2 separate regions of the Mus musculus genome follow, and region 2 is linked to region 1. The links are chromatin contacts, called in public Hi-C maps. All regions are on one chromosome and are shown on one strand. The core of a region is the stretch at or near the end of the contact, and the rest is flanking DNA. Distances in the headings are between cores, read along the strand shown.

Region 1 (3,080 bases), core at 378-2,877:
ACACACAGCACCCATGCCACCAAGACGCGCCAAGTTTTCTTTTGTCATCTGTTCCTTAATTTTCAAAATGCCTTAACAGAGTCACGACCCCTGTACTCCCTAAGTGCTCGGCTCAGGTGTCCAAGCACCCCATCTTCAGTCTATCACCCAACAATTACCCCTTCAGTAATTCTTATTTCCTAGTTACTGTGGGGTTGCCCGGCCCAATTCAGAGCAATCTGTTTGCTGGGGATTCCTCTTCTTTGTTTAAGTTAAGAGGCAGAGTGAGGCTCAAGGTGATGTGGGCTATTTCTAGCATTCTTCCCAGCACACTCATGGAGTGCTCCCCGCAAACCCTAGAAGGTACTATTCTCATCGAGTGTAAAAGATGTTTTCTTACTCATTCACAATTATAGAATATTTCCATTTCCACTATCGCATGCATCATGAGTTCATATGTAACTAGCCCATACCTTTCAACTTTGAAGAAACGGAGACTGACTCGTAATTTTGGCCACGGTGTCTGACCTCTCCACGGTAGACATGCCCCTGACTCTCCATCCAGGAAGTGTCCATTAAAGAACCTCAAGACAAGCCAAGAGTCTTCTGAAACCCTGGAGAAGACCCACGTCACGCTCAGGCCTTAAAGGGAGAGAGATGCCTTAAGGGAAGTGGATTTTATTTTTACCCGACAGAAAATAACCCCCAACTGGGAAAAGGGTTTTGTCTTAGATAGCTTCACTTTGAGTGGAGGGCGAGACAATCCTGGGCAACCAGACTTATTAGTAGGCTGAGGCTGCCTACCAGAGAGGATGTGAGGGAAAGGGTTGGAGATGGTATACTGTGAGTACCTGCCTTGAGTGGGTGGACCGGTTGAAACGGGAAGCTCTAAGCCTGTTAAGTATGGAGCTGTGGAGTCAAGAAGGAAGGGAGCCTGGGGACGCCCAGGAACCCCCCGAAGATGTAGCTGTGGTGAGGCCCCCTGAGGAGGCCCCAAGGAGGGTAGAGGGGCCTGAAGTCTCCCCGGATGTGCACCAGTTAAGTGTCCCAGAAGGGGCAAGAAGGGTGGTGAGACCTAGAGTCTCTAGGTATGTGGAGATTGTGGAAGTTTCTGAGGAGGAACAGGTGGAAAACCCGAGGGAGAGAAGAGAAACGGAGACAATACTGCAAGTTGTGGAGTCTGAAACTGGGGAGGAATCTGGGCTGTCCGGAGAGATCAGTGAGAAGGGCAGAGGGCCAGAAAGGCCCAAGAAGAAACGGAAACTTCGCCAACACAACCTGGAGGAGCACCTGGGCTGGCAGCAGGATCAAGGAAAGGATTCAAGCCAGCTTAGCCAGGACCAGGAGCACCACTTAGAGCCCTACACGGAGGGGACAGAGCAGCACTATCACTCAAGGGCAGTGAAGCGCAAGAGCTTAACTGCCAATCTGCTGGACCGCTCCAAGAGTCAGGCCAAGTACCACCTGGAGAGGAAATCCAGTCAGCGGAACCGCCAGGAGTCTTCGGCTCAGGGCGCCTCGTCCTTGGCTCCTCACCCGTCCAAGGCAACTCGCCAGGTCATGGCGCCTCCCGGGTCTCAGGAATTTCGCTCGTCTCTAGCTCCTCCCTCTTCTCAGGCTCCTGGGCTGTCCCCAGTGTCTCCAGTGCCTCTGGTGCTCCAGATGCCTCTGGAGTCGCAGCAATCGGACAGCTTAAAGAATGAGAGCTCCAGCTGGATTGCGGAGGCGGAGCTGAAAACCAGGAGGCAGACGATCCGCTTCAGCCTCCGCCCCAAGTCATCCCGCCGCCTGTCACAGAGGTCCTTCAATGCCTTCAACGAGCTGGCAAAGCTAGGTGACCCCGACCTGCTGGAGATGGTGGAGCAGGAAGGTAAGGCTGGCGCTGAGCGGGCGCGCGAACCTTCTTCGCATGGGGTTTCTGCGGGGACGTTGGCAGCTGTAGGTTTCTGTCCCGGGAACGTTCTTAGTGTCGTGAGCCCCGCGCTGCGCCATGCCTGCCAGGCAGGTAATGGGAGACATTCTGCGCCCCGCGATGTCCCCTGATGCATCTGTGCTCCAAGGACCTACAACCTGTGACTTCCTAGGATCCGGACATCTGTCTCAGACCCCGAGTAATTGGCCTGGTGTGGGTCCCTGGCTCAGGAATTCTGCTCCTGAAATGTGGCTTTTTCCAAAGATAGCCTGCACAGGTGGCGATCCTCCAGTTAGGGGCTGGCCCTGAGTTCTTCCTGTCAGCTTCTGCCCCCAAGTGTTGGGCTTCATGGATTGGGCCACCATCATGCTGCATATGCATCATGTCTTCCCTTTTAAAAACAGCTTTTTATTGAGACATATCTGCATCCCGTGAAAGTCAGCAGCTAAGTGCAAAATGATTGGATTCTATGTATTTACAAAGTTTTGTGACCATCTCAACAGGGTCATTTTATGTCATCTTCCTCGTGTCAGTTAATCATCCTCTATGTAGCCATTCTCCACTTCTAGGCACAGGCACTTGTACTGCTTGCCTCTGTAGATTTCCTTAGCTCAGATACTCAAGGAAGTAGAGCCAAAAAGTTCGTGCTCTCAGACAAAACTGGCTTCTGTCTTGGCATGTTCTAAACTTCAGTCATGTGCAGCACCATTCCTTGTATTTGACATATAGTATTCCCTTGTGGAGGAAGCCGCACGCATCCATTTGCCAAACGCTGAACATATAACAGATTTCCTGACTTATACTAATACAAACTACACAGCAATAAGCATTCATTTGAAAGTTATTGTTTAAGCATTGGTTTTCACTTTTCTGTCACAGAAGGTCTGTGGAACACATAGTCACTCTGCATTGAATACTTTGGAAAGTGACCTCACTGTGTTCTAAGTGTTGCCCAGTTTTTGATCCCACCAGTGGCTTCTATTTCTTCTTTGAAGGAAAAATATAAAACAAAAATGCATATGATGTGATATTTTCTGGGTAATAAAGAATATTTCATTGCATCCACATGGAGATGAAATATTGCAGTTTTTAGGCATTTGCATCTCAATTAAATTTAGCCTCAAGGTGGGCCTACTTACTAGAAGCTATTTAGTTACTAACCCTTTGTCATGAGGACATGTGTAGCTTC
Region 2 (3,080 bases), core at 284-2,783, 460 kb after region 1:
CTAGTGTGCAGAAAAGAACTGAATCACTTTATGTATATTTTAAAGAAAAGAATATGATCTAAAAAGAGCAGTAGACCTTTGTTTCCTACACAGAAATACATATTTTAGAGAAACATTTTTAATTTCTTAGTTTTTTTGTATCAGATAGTTGGTGTATCTCACAACTACTGTATGAGAATACATATTTAGAGAGAACAGTTAAATGCATCATTTCATCCAGCACATATTCCTGTGTGTATATATGTGTGTGTGTATGCATGTGTATGTGCATATGTGTATATGTGTGTGAGTGCATATGTGTGCCTATACATGGTTGTATGTGTGGATGTCCATGTGTATATATTGCACATGTAGGTGCACATGTGTGGGTACATGTACTCATGCCTGGGTATGTGTGTGTGTTTGTGTGCATATGTTCTAATGGGAGTACCTGTGCATATGTGTGCATGCATTTGTTACTGTCTGTGCACAAGCATGGGTATATGCGTAGGTGTCTATATCTATGTATATATGGTTGTGTGCACACATGTAAACTATGTGTATATATGTGTGCATGTGTGTATAAGTGTATGTGTGAGTATGTATATCTTTTTAAATAGTATGCATATTGAACTAAAGAAATGAGAATGTGATATGGAAACCTTAGGATGTTTCCTATTTTAGGGAGTCCTTTTAAAGAAAACCTTTCAAGGAATGTGATCTTAGAAACAGGTTTGTGCATGGAATGTTTATAATATAGGTGGCATGTTGGCTCTTTATGGAGATCTTGGATCCTCTTGGGGGGCCCAATGCAATGTGCAGGGTCTGCTTTGTTCTTGCTCCTCTGCCTGCATTTGTCCTGGAGAAGATGATGGAACAGGACTCCCCTGACGAGTTTCAGGAGTGGGTTCCCATCTGGATTCCTTGTGTATTGTCCTGTCTAAACACAGATACAGATGGTGAGCCTGCTGCTCTTTTCATGGACGTTGCCAAAATCGCAAGCAGGTCTGTTTCCCCTTCTTTTCTAGAGACTAGGCAATGCCCAAAGTATGTGGGGGTCGAGATTCAGAAGTTGACTCTCTTGTAGGCCTGTAACACTCCAAGGTCTTCCTTCACTCAATGAGGTCCCTTTTGGGTCAGCTTTCCCTCTAGTTTAAATGTGAAGCTACAGAGAATGATGCCATGACCTTACTATACAGTGGGCAGTAAACATGAATAAGAAGGTGTACCATACCTTTGAGCCCAGGGATAAAATTAATTGTGCAGAAGTCTGCACAGAACCAGCCACCTGACTCCCCGTCTTCCTGGAAGCTGAAGGCCACAGCGTGTCCTGTGTGGGCATCTGCACCATGTTCTGGAGTTGCTTGATGCTTAAGCTTTTTTGGCTTCTGTGTAAGAGTTGCTGTGCCTCCCTTATATCTCTGGCCACTTTCCTGTTTTCTGTGCTTCATGTTAGGTTCCTTGCCACAGATTGAACTCACTCCACCCATGTGCTGCTTGCATCCCGTGCCCTGGCTCAGCATTATCCCTTCTGTTTGGACACCCTGAACTCAGCACATCTGTATAAGGCTCGAGGAGCAACCGCCCACTGAGCTGATACAGTGTGAGTTGGCCTGGTCTCTGTGGTTTTCTGCCCAGACATGTTTTGCCAAGCACATTAATGGTCCGTTTTCTGTGCCTCATGTGATTCTTCAGATCTCTGCTGCATTCTCTGATGGCTAATTAGTCACTGCTGTGGTTTATCTTTGCATTGCTCTGACTTTTTTTAAATGAATGACTTACATAACAATATATATTCTTATTTTATTATAAGATATTTAATACAAGAAGTATTGTAAGGGAATGATTCCATAGGAGAATATCTTAATATTTATCTTAGAGACCCACATTTGCAGTACCTGGGGCAGTGCTTATGATGGTATTTGGCACATTGACTTTAGGAACCAATGTTTCCTTGGGGGAGACATCAGCATCACATCCCAAAGTTAAACTTGAGCTGTATCTTCATTAATCTTTTATGTGATGCATTTCTTGAGGTTAGATTTTTGGTGGGTGTCCCAGAAGAGCTTTTATCATGAATCAAGAAAGGCCATTAGAAAAAAGATAAAGCCTAGAAAGATGCTCAAGAAAAAAGCAGATGGCTATCAGAGGACAGAAAAAAACATTCCCATAAGAGTTGGAGAGGTCATGTAGAGAAACACCATCAGGATCAGAGAAGATGGAATAAGGAAAATAAAGATACAATCAGACACTATCAAGACTGTTGAAGGGCAGTCATGAGCACAGAGCACAGAGGAGGAAGGGTGGTGAGAAGCCGTGTGGAAGGGTTATAAGAGCCAGGTAGACGCACATGGGATGGGGATGGGGGTCACAAAGGGCTTGCTCTGCCATAAGAACATTGACTTTCTCTTGAAATCATACGGAGATTTTAGAGAAGCTTATAGAATAAAAAAAATCATGAATAGATGACATTGTCCATCAGTCTGGTTACATTGCAGAGAAGAAACCATAAGTGTGAAGGTAGGAGAAATGTTAGCCAACCATATTGGGCTGGGGAATGTGTGCATTTAAACTGTGGCCACTTACCAAAGTCCTTCTAGTGATCAAAGTTCCATTTATAGGGGCCAGCAAGATGGCTCAGCAGGTATACATGCTTGCTGCCAAGAATAATGACCTGAGTTTCAGCTGACAACCTGAGTTCAACCTCCCAGACCAAGTGCAACAAAGGAACCAACTGCTTGTCCTCTTATCTTTTCATGCCCCTGCCCATGTATACATACACAAAATATAATAGGCATCAGAGCCCCATAAGTTCAGCCTTCCCCTTAAATATGGGAATTCTTTAATGTGGGAACATGGAGGCCAGGGAAGTTATCTAACGTGAACCACTGAGGCCATCTTTGCGCCTTCAACAATAGCTGAAATATAGCATCCTGGCATTGGCCACTCCTGCATCCATCTGCTCAGTTGCTGTAACTGGCTGGTTCCAGTACATTGTGATTTCTACTTGTAAATAAGGAGTTGCTTTGGTGAGAATTTTATACAAAATAGATTTGCTGACTACTCACAGAAACTAAAAAAAAAATTCCAGAGAACGATAT

What was found. A called contact is a pair of places that touch in the nucleus more often than the background predicts.
Region 2: a Hi-C map of embryonic fibroblasts shows a contact between it and region 1, with 5 times the contacts expected there. The contact joins the enhancer-like site here to the promoter of Ano5 in region 1. A contact is called at or near these places in 10 of 39 promoter capture datasets (the 3T3-L1 cell line, 3T3-L1-derived adipocytes, the C10 cell line and 5 more), 3 of 15 datasets of contacts at CTCF or cohesin (the NIH/3T3 cell line and pro-B cells), 65 of 484 Hi-C or Micro-C datasets (the 3T3-L1 cell line, 3T3-L1-derived adipocytes, the Ba/F3 cell line and 36 more) and 4 of 115 datasets of contacts at active chromatin or transcription factors (the NIH/3T3 cell line, astrocytes, craniofacial prominence and 1 more).

Annotation. Positions count from the first base shown.
Region 1 is chr7:51,509,402-51,512,481 of GRCm38.p6, forward strand. Ano5 (anoctamin 5) reads left to right here and starts at 1,628. Exons shown (of 22, transcript NM_177694.6): 1 at 1,628-1,849. The coding sequence starts at 1,834. Gm33190 (a long non-coding RNA gene) reads right to left here and starts at 1,585. Exons shown (of 5, transcript XR_001778128.2): 1 at 1,516-1,585; 2 at 453-621.
Region 2 is chr7:51,966,223-51,969,302 of GRCm38.p6, forward strand. The region is part of intron 7 of Gas2 (growth arrest specific 2); the gene reads left to right. Among named protein-coding and RNA genes, the nearest start is that of Svip, 38 kb to the right of the region's middle. Within about 2 kb of position 1,534, at least 18 of the 459 cell types and tissues checked have an H3K27ac peak or open chromatin away from gene starts, as enhancers often do. A contact at or near this core is called in the C2C12 cell line, the HL-1 cell line, the MC3T3-E1 cell line and 2 more, where this site is marked.